3 separate regions of the Danio rerio genome follow, and all the other regions are linked to region 2. A link is a contact called in public Hi-C and Micro-C data. All regions are on one chromosome and are shown on one strand. Each heading gives the region's core, a stretch centred on a gene start, on an enhancer-like site or on the middle of the called end of the contact. The rest is flanking DNA. Distances are from core to core; before and after follow the strand shown. Region 1 holds the start of dbnlb (drebrin-like b). Region 2 holds the start of vps13a (vacuolar protein sorting 13 homolog A). Region 3 holds the start of ube2d4 (ubiquitin conjugating enzyme E2 D4).

Region 1 (2,709 bases), core at 94-2,593, 220 kb after region 2:
AAGGCAGGATGGATCCATGCTTTCATGTTGCTGATGCCAAATTCTGACCCGAGCATCCGAATGTGTCAGCAGAAATGGAGACTCATCAGAGCAGCAACGTTTCTCCAATCTTCTATTGTCCAGTTTTGGTGAGTCTGTGTGAATTGTAGCCTCAGTTTCCTGTTCTTAGCTGACAGGAGCGGCACCCGGTGTGCTCTTCTGCTGCTGTAGCCCATCCGCCTCAAGGTTGGACGTGTTGTGTGTTCAGAGATGCTCTTCTGCAGAGCTCGGTTGCAACGAGTGCTTATTTGAGTTACTGTTGCCTTTATATCAGCTGGAACCAGTCTGGCCATTCTCCTCTGACCATCAACAAGGCATTTGCCCCACAGAACTGCCGCTCGCTGGATATTTCCTCTTTGTTGGAGCATTCTATGTAAACCCTAGAGATGGTTGTGCATGAAAATCCCAGTGGATCAGCAGTTTCTGAAATACTCAGAGCAGCCCGTCTGGCACCAACAACCATGCCAAAGTCATTTAAATCCCCTTTCTTCCTTATTCTGATGCTCACTTTAAACTGCAGCAAATCATCTTGACCATGTCTACATGCCTAAATGCATTGAGTTGCTGTCATGTGATTGGCTGATAAGAAATTTGCGTTAACAAGCTGTTGTACAGGTGTACCAAATATAGTGGCCATATATATATATATATATATATATATATATATATATATATATATATATATATATATATATATATAAATATATATATATATATATATAATTATTCTTTATTCATAAGTGTAAATAGAAAGTACCTTTATGCATTAGAATAATATAATAAATATATATTTTATTTGGTAAATCTTTGTCTCTGTCTTATTGTAATATTTTTTTCTATTATTGCCATTTTATGTTTGTCATGATACAAATCACAATTAAATTATTAAAATAAATTTTATTAAAAAGCTCATTGTCAATCGTGTGTTACCATTTTACGGTAACCTTCAGAATTTTCATATGGTTTGTGTACGACTTTTATTTAAATTATTTTGTTAATAATATAGCTATAAGTGTAATAACTGATCTTCTGTAATTATTTTATACTCTGTGCGAATCGTTATTAAACCAATAATACAAAAAAACATTGAGAAGTAATTAATATTTATAAGATAAGTCATCATTCGCCAGCTGGCACCCGCAAACATCCCGAGCGTCAGCGCTTTAGCGAATCAGAAACGCGAATTCGGCAAAACCTCGCTTTGCGTGATTAATATTCATGAGCTCCACCTTCACCATAGTAGGCTTCGTATGTGGCTGACAGGGAGGAGTGAGTGCTACGTGATGCTTCCTGTGTGCGTAGAGCCAAGGGAGAGATCCTGATCTGCCGCCGGAGTTCACTGCATCTTTCCCCGTTGTCGGACCTCCGAAACCCCGCACATTCCTCCATCATGGCGGTGAATCTGAGTAAAAACGGGCCTGCGCTCACCGCGGCCTATAATGAGGTGGTGGGCGAGAAGTCGGAGACGAACTGGTGAGTGGAAACTCCAGGGTTTGTGCCTGTTCACTCACTGACATCCTCATTTATAGCATGCTAGCCGCTAATCAAACGCTTATTATTTGTGTTTATCATCTCATAGATGCTCAGTAGCGTCAATATAACCCTTACAGAAATTATCAGATTTTTAAAACAGTAAAATTATAGTAAACATGATTGTTGTTAACACAATGGCTTCAATTTGGTGTTACAGTTAACGTTACCATGGTAAACTATTTGATTTTGAAAAGCCATAGTTATTTTGAGATCACCATGGTCTATGGTAACCCGTAAGTGGTGTTTTGCAACACCAATAATAGTTTTACCATAGTAACTCAACACAAATGGAAGACAGTATGCCAAAAAAAAAACTTGTTTACTTCATTTTTACTATTTAACAGACATGGTTAATTTTGTATGGGGCTGACATTTAGTGAACTGAGGTGAAGTTGTTTCGTTTGTGTCTGTTCACTCACTGACATCCTCATTTATAGCATGCTAGCCGCTAATCAAACGCCTTATTATTTATTAATCTTCTCATAAATGCTCATTAGCATAAATACAGAAATTAACAGATTTTTAAAATAGTGAAATTATATTAATCATGATTGTTATTAATACAATGACTATTTGGTACTACAGTTACCATGGTGAAACTATTTGATTTGAAAAACCGTAGTTAATTTGAGATTACCATGGACTATGGTAACCCCAAATTATATGGTTTTCCAACATCGACCATAGTTTTACCATAGTAACTGAAGTCAGTGAGCCAACTTGGTTACTACATTTTTACTATTAAAGCATGGTTAATTTCATAAGGGATTAACCTTTGATGAACTGAGGTGAAGTTGTTTCGTTTGTGTCTGTTCACTCACTGACATCCTCATTTATAGCATGCTAGCCGCTAATCAAACGCCTTATTATTTGTTAATCATCTCATAAATGCTCATTAGCATCAATACAACCCTTACAGAAATTAACAGTTTTTTTATAGTAAAACTGCAGTTATCATGATTGTTATTAACACAATGGCTTCAATTTGGTGCTAGAGTTACCATGGTAAAACTATTTCATTGGAAAAACCATAGTTAGTTTGAGATTACCCTGGACTATTATGATAACCCCAATTTATATGGTTTTGCAACACCAACTATAGTTTTAGGATAAGTAACTCAACACAAATGGAAGTCA
Region 2 (2,700 bases), core at 50-2,549:
TGGAGGTATTTTATTACAGTTCGAAATGATTTAACAAAAGGTGGGCTGACTTGTTAAACTGACGGCAAACTGTGCAAAACATCACTTCATTTTTTTGTCACGTTGTTCACATGTAAATGTCTGCTTCCAAAACATTAGAAACAGACATTTTCTTTTAGCCTTATATTTTGATATTGCCGCCATGTTGCTGTTTCTTCCCTGTTCTGGATGTTACCAGGTTATGAAAAGAAAATTGCATGCTCAAAACATCAAATCAGATGAGAGGAACCTTAAAGCAATATGGTGTTTACTACATCACAGACAAGGTAGTGTTTAAAGACTTAAAAAGCACGCAATTGACAAATAGCAGACAAATTAAATGTTTGGCCAGTAAATGATCCTGTCTACTGTCCCAAGCGTCTCTCACGCTGGCCCTGGGCCACCGGGCAGTCCTTATTGTTGAGCCCTGCCCTATATTGTTTACCATGGTACTTTGAATATTCGGCCTGAAATCACATGTGATTATGACTTGAAAACAATATTAGCATTATTTATTTAAGGTTAATTATTCTACTTTGATAGTAGTTGGTTGCTAATATGATAAACAAATGTGGAATTTATAAAGAATACGCTTCTGAAGGTATATTATCAAGAAGAAAGTCCCAATGTGCGAATATAAAACCAAATTTTCCTAAATTCTAGCTTTATATATAGTTTTATATTCACACATTCAACTTGTGACATGCTCCCTATATTGTTTACCATGGTACTTTGAATATTTAGCCTGAAATTACATGTGATTATGACTTCAAAACAATATCAGCACTATTTATTTAAGGTTAATTATTCTACTTTGGAAGAAGTAAGCTGCTAATATGCTTTCCAAATGTAGAATTTACAAGGATTTACTTTCTGAAATTACATTATTATGGAAAAGTCTGAATGTGCGAAAATAAAACCAACTTCACCTCAGTGTTAGCTTTCAGTTCAGGGTTACAGTAATCGCATGTTCAAGCCTGTCCTGAATGTCAAAGCATTACATCAGATTCCTCCTCAGTGAGATCGAGCACACTCTTCTAAGCACGGGTATACCCATATACATGTTTATAATCGTGAATTTACACAGACACGTGGAGTAAAACAGACAGTAAGGGCAGAAATGCTCCTTTACCTCCCCATATGCCGAGGCTGAGCTGCGAGCTGTCGAGGTTTCCAACATAGTCCCCCAGAAACCGGTTCAGCACGTCGACCACCACCGACTCAAACACCATTTTCGCGTCCTCCTCATGCGACCATCAGCATGTTTTCACTCGTCTGCGACTCGTGCAGCAGCTGAGAGTGTAGTTGTATTTACTGTCAGTCCCGTTTCCTGAAATAAACATCACTGGAGGGACGGGGAGGAGGATCTGAGTGCGCGCCGCCGCCACCGCCTGTGCGACAGCGCCCTCTGTTGACGAACATCCGGCATGGGATCAAAATCGTTCATATCTTTATATATGTATATTGTATATTTTTGAATATTAGCGCTGGGCTAAAATTTATCGCATGCAAAATAAAAATTTGTTTAGAAATAATATAATAATAACAAGTGTATTTTATTAACGTCTGAACGCTGAACCTAATCATCAATATAACATGAAAACAGTAATTATACAGTAATTATTCGCATTATTTATTAAATTACTGATTAAATTGTACTTTATTTACGTCTACCTCTACCCCAGCTCTTACTGTAATGTAAAACAGCAATCATACCGAGTATAATTCACATTATTTTTTTAAATTACCTATTAAAATGTTTTATTAATGTCAACCCCAACACTCACAGTATTATAAGAACTGTAATTATACAGAGTATTATTCATATTATTGATTAAATTACCCATTAAATTGTATTTTATTAGCATCTATACCTACCCGAACCCTCACATCAATGTAAAAACAGTAATTATATAGTGTGTTATTCACATTATTTATTAAATTACCTATTAATTTGTATTTATTAACGTCTACCTCCATCCCAATCCTGACAGTAATGTAAAAACAGTAATTATTATAGAGTATTATTCATAGTATTTATTAAATTTTCCATGAAAGTGTATTTTATTAACGTCTACCCCTACTCCAACCCTCACAGTAATGTACAAACAGTAATTATACAGACATTTATTCAAATTATTTATTAAATTACCAATAAATCATAACTCAATAACGTCTACCTCCATCTCAACCCTGACAGTAATGTAAATACTGTAAATATATTGAGTATTATTCATATTATTTATTAAATTACCTATTAAATTGTGTTTTTAATAATGTCTACCCCTACTCCAACCCTCACAGTAATTTAAAAACAGTAATTATATAGTGTATTATTCATATTATTTATTAAATTACCTTTTAAATTGTATTGTATTAACATCCTTCTCCATCCCAACCCTGACAGTAATGCAATTACAGTAATTATATAGTGTGTAACTCATATTATTTATTAAATTACGCATTTATTTGTATGTTATTAACATCTACCCCTACTCCAACCCTGACAGTAATATAAAAACAGTAATGATATAGTCTATTATTCATATTATTTATAAAACGACCCATTAAATTGTATTTTATTAACATTTACCCCAACCCAACCCTGACAGTAACGTAAAAACCATTATTATTAAATAATTTAAAAATATTATCTATTAAATTACCTTTGAAATTGTATTG
Region 3 (2,808 bases), core at 196-2,695, 180 kb after region 2:
AATAAACTACATTTCCCAAGATCCCCTCAAACCCCAAATGTACGCTTTGGGGTTCAAATGTTCGATTTAGTATCAAAGTCAATTAATTTTTGTCTGTAATTAGATTTTTACAAGTTTCGTTGGTCACGATTTTAAGCGCAACACTAAAGAACTACATTTCCCAAGATCCCCTCAAACCCCAACTAATTTTTACTCTTGGGTGAACTATTTCTATATAAGCCATTTTACTGAATTTGCATTTCTAGGTAAAACAAAAGAGCAAGAGTAAGATCTAAATTGCATGTTAGTCTATGTAAGTAAGTTTGTAATAAAGAAATATATAAAAAAAAATAATAATGTTAAAAAAATTTTTCTCAAGAAACGTGAAGGCAAAATGCCACCAGAATGGCTGACGAAATTGGAATGTGTAGTTTGTTTATACACAATTTATAACAAAGTTTATTATTTTTATATATTCGATTATTACAGGGGTATTTGTCACAATTTTAAATGCGACACAAAAGAACTACATTACCCAAGATCCCCTCAAAGCCCAAATGTACACTCTGGTCTCGCAATACTATCTGAAATTGATTTCGCAGCATCGAAGTCAATTAATTTTTGTCTGTATTTTGATTATTACAAGTTTTTTTGTTTGTCACGATTTCAAACGTGACACTAAAGAACTACATTACCCAAGATCCCCTCAAACCCCAAGTTTGGTATCGCAATACTATCTAAAATCTGTTGCGAAGTTTCGTAATCAATTAACTTTCCTCTATATTTTGATTATTACAAGTTTCGTTGGTCACGATTTTAAATGTAAGAGTGATCTATTGCTATATAAGCCATTTTACTGAATTTCTAGGTAAAACTTAATAGTAAGATCTAAAATTTGTAAGCATCTAATAATGTAATAAAAAATTAAACCACAAATCTAAAAATAAAAATCCACAGCTTCCTTCTTCTAGAAAAGGGAAGCCTAAATGCCAACGGAATGGCTGCATCGTCATCTTGTGCCAATGGCATCATTTGGAGCCTGATTCTGTGCACCGGTCATTAGTTAAAGCCACGGCATTACAATTAAACCCGAACTCCTACAAAAATCTTGAAATAAAACCTGTTTATAGCATGAAATAACTAGCTAAAAGCAAACACAAAACCAAACAAGGAAGTCATTTCTTTAGTATATTTAAAACAAATTTATGTATTATGTAGTTATTAAAAAACTGCTTACATAAAGTTTATAACGAAGTAAATTAATTTTAATTCGTCTATATTTCGATTATTACAAAAGTCGTTTCTCACACGCAACAATAAAGAACTACATTTCCCAAGATCAACCCTGGTATCGCGATACTATCTAAAATCCGTTGCGTAGTCTCGCGAGATCACCTTCCTGCTGTCTAGCACAGCACTAAAAACTGTCAGTGAGGCTAGTGGGGGGTAAGAATTGACCAAATCTGCGACTGTCCTGTCAAACAGCGGTGTGAATGTCCACATCTGTGCTCCTGTGTTGTTATATACGTCACGCGTGACGGCTGAGGAGAAAACCCCCCCAGCAGCGTTCTCGTCCAAACTGTACAGGCCAAAAACAGAATCTGAAGTAGATCAAACAGTGGGCTGTGATTCAGCGAGCAAATGGCGTTGAAAAGAATCCAAAAGGTGAGTGTGCAGATCGCAAAACCTCACACACTCCATCAGTGTCCTAGTCGTCGTCGTATTGTGCTGCTGTGAATGTAAACAAGTCGCACTTTACCCATTTTATCCCCATCTGGTCAAGACAAAGACGGATGGCTAATGGAGGATGCATGCAGTCGACAGAAACACGATCTTTTTTTCTGATCCTACACATGAACGTGCACACTATTATATGCAGTCTTTATTTATTTTTGTAATATATTGCTGGTTATGAGTGTTTGATTTGCGCAATATGCTATCGGCAGCGTCTTTTGTTAAAGATACAGGGGATATCTGTGCATCCCACACGTGTTGTCAGCAGTATCAGACGCTGTTATGAATGATTTATGGTGTGTGAGTGTGTTGGATGGTTAACATTGCGTTGAAATGCGTGTTTTGTGTTGTCGGTCATCATGAATGAGAGAAGCGCTGCTTTTGCGCATGCGTGATGGCAGACACTGCTTTCAAGTTGCCAATGCTGAACCCCAATGTCAGCGTGTCCATATATGGCTCGGCAAATAGGGCACTAGGACAGCGGAGGGTATTTTTAACAGATTCACAACCCTGCCTGCTAACAAGCGATTGCTGCAAAAATCAACCGAGTTTTGTGGTTGCAACCATTACCACTTATTTTAAGAAGAGTATGTCTTGGTGTTTATTTAGCTACTCACCCTAGTGTTGTTGTTGTGAACTCGCATGCTGTTATATTTAGTAAAAATGTGCATTTAGCTGGGTCATTTTTAAGATTAAGGTAAAGTTGTTTTTTTATTCACACATTTGTTATATTTCAACAGCAACCCAGGGCTGCCAACTTTTGGTTTTAGCTTGGAGTGAGAATTTTAGTCCCACCCCTATGCCCAAGCCACGCCCCAGAAGCAAACCACGCCCCCATTTGTTTATAAATATATATACACAATTATACATTTATTATTTTTTGATAAATACTTTAAATAAAATATGTATTATAAATAATAGTATTATTTTATTCTAAATATAAAAAAAATCGGGCTTGTGGCTGGAAGGGCATCCTCTGCGTGAAACATGCTGGATAAGTTGGCGGTTCATTCCGCTGTGGCGAGCCCAGATTAACAAAGGGATTAAGCCGAAAAGAAAAAAAAACACTGGGAAACATTGTGAAGACACAAGTGA

What was found. A called contact is a pair of places that touch in the nucleus more often than the background predicts.
Region 1: a contact with region 2 is called in a Micro-C map of caudal fin, with 4 times the contacts expected there. The contact joins the promoter of dbnlb here to the promoter of vps13a in region 2. A contact is called at or near these places in 2 of 18 Hi-C or Micro-C datasets (caudal fin and an unstated tissue) and 1 of 4 datasets of contacts at active chromatin or transcription factors (gastrula embryo).
Region 3: a Hi-C map of hematopoietic stem cells shows a contact between it and region 2, with 5 times the contacts expected there. The contact joins the promoter of ube2d4 here to the promoter of vps13a in region 2. A contact is called at or near these places in 8 of 18 Hi-C or Micro-C datasets (caudal fin, embryo, fibroblasts and 3 more) and 3 of 4 datasets of contacts at active chromatin or transcription factors (caudal fin, embryo and gastrula embryo).

Annotation. Positions count from the first base shown.
Region 1 is chr8:62,145,905-62,148,613 of GRCz12tu, forward strand. It overlaps dbnlb (drebrin-like b), which reads left to right and starts at 1,344. Exons shown (of 13, transcript NM_001020700.2): 1 at 1,344-1,512. The coding sequence starts at 1,430.
Region 2 is chr8:61,930,714-61,933,413 of GRCz12tu, forward strand. vps13a (vacuolar protein sorting 13 homolog A) reads right to left here and starts at 1,300. Exons shown (of 73, transcript NM_001118893.2): 1 at 1,151-1,300. The coding sequence starts at 1,250.
Region 3 is chr8:62,114,217-62,117,024 of GRCz12tu, forward strand. ube2d4 (ubiquitin conjugating enzyme E2 D4) reads left to right here and starts at 1,446. Exons shown (of 7, transcript NM_001089453.1): 1 at 1,446-1,644. The coding sequence starts at 1,621.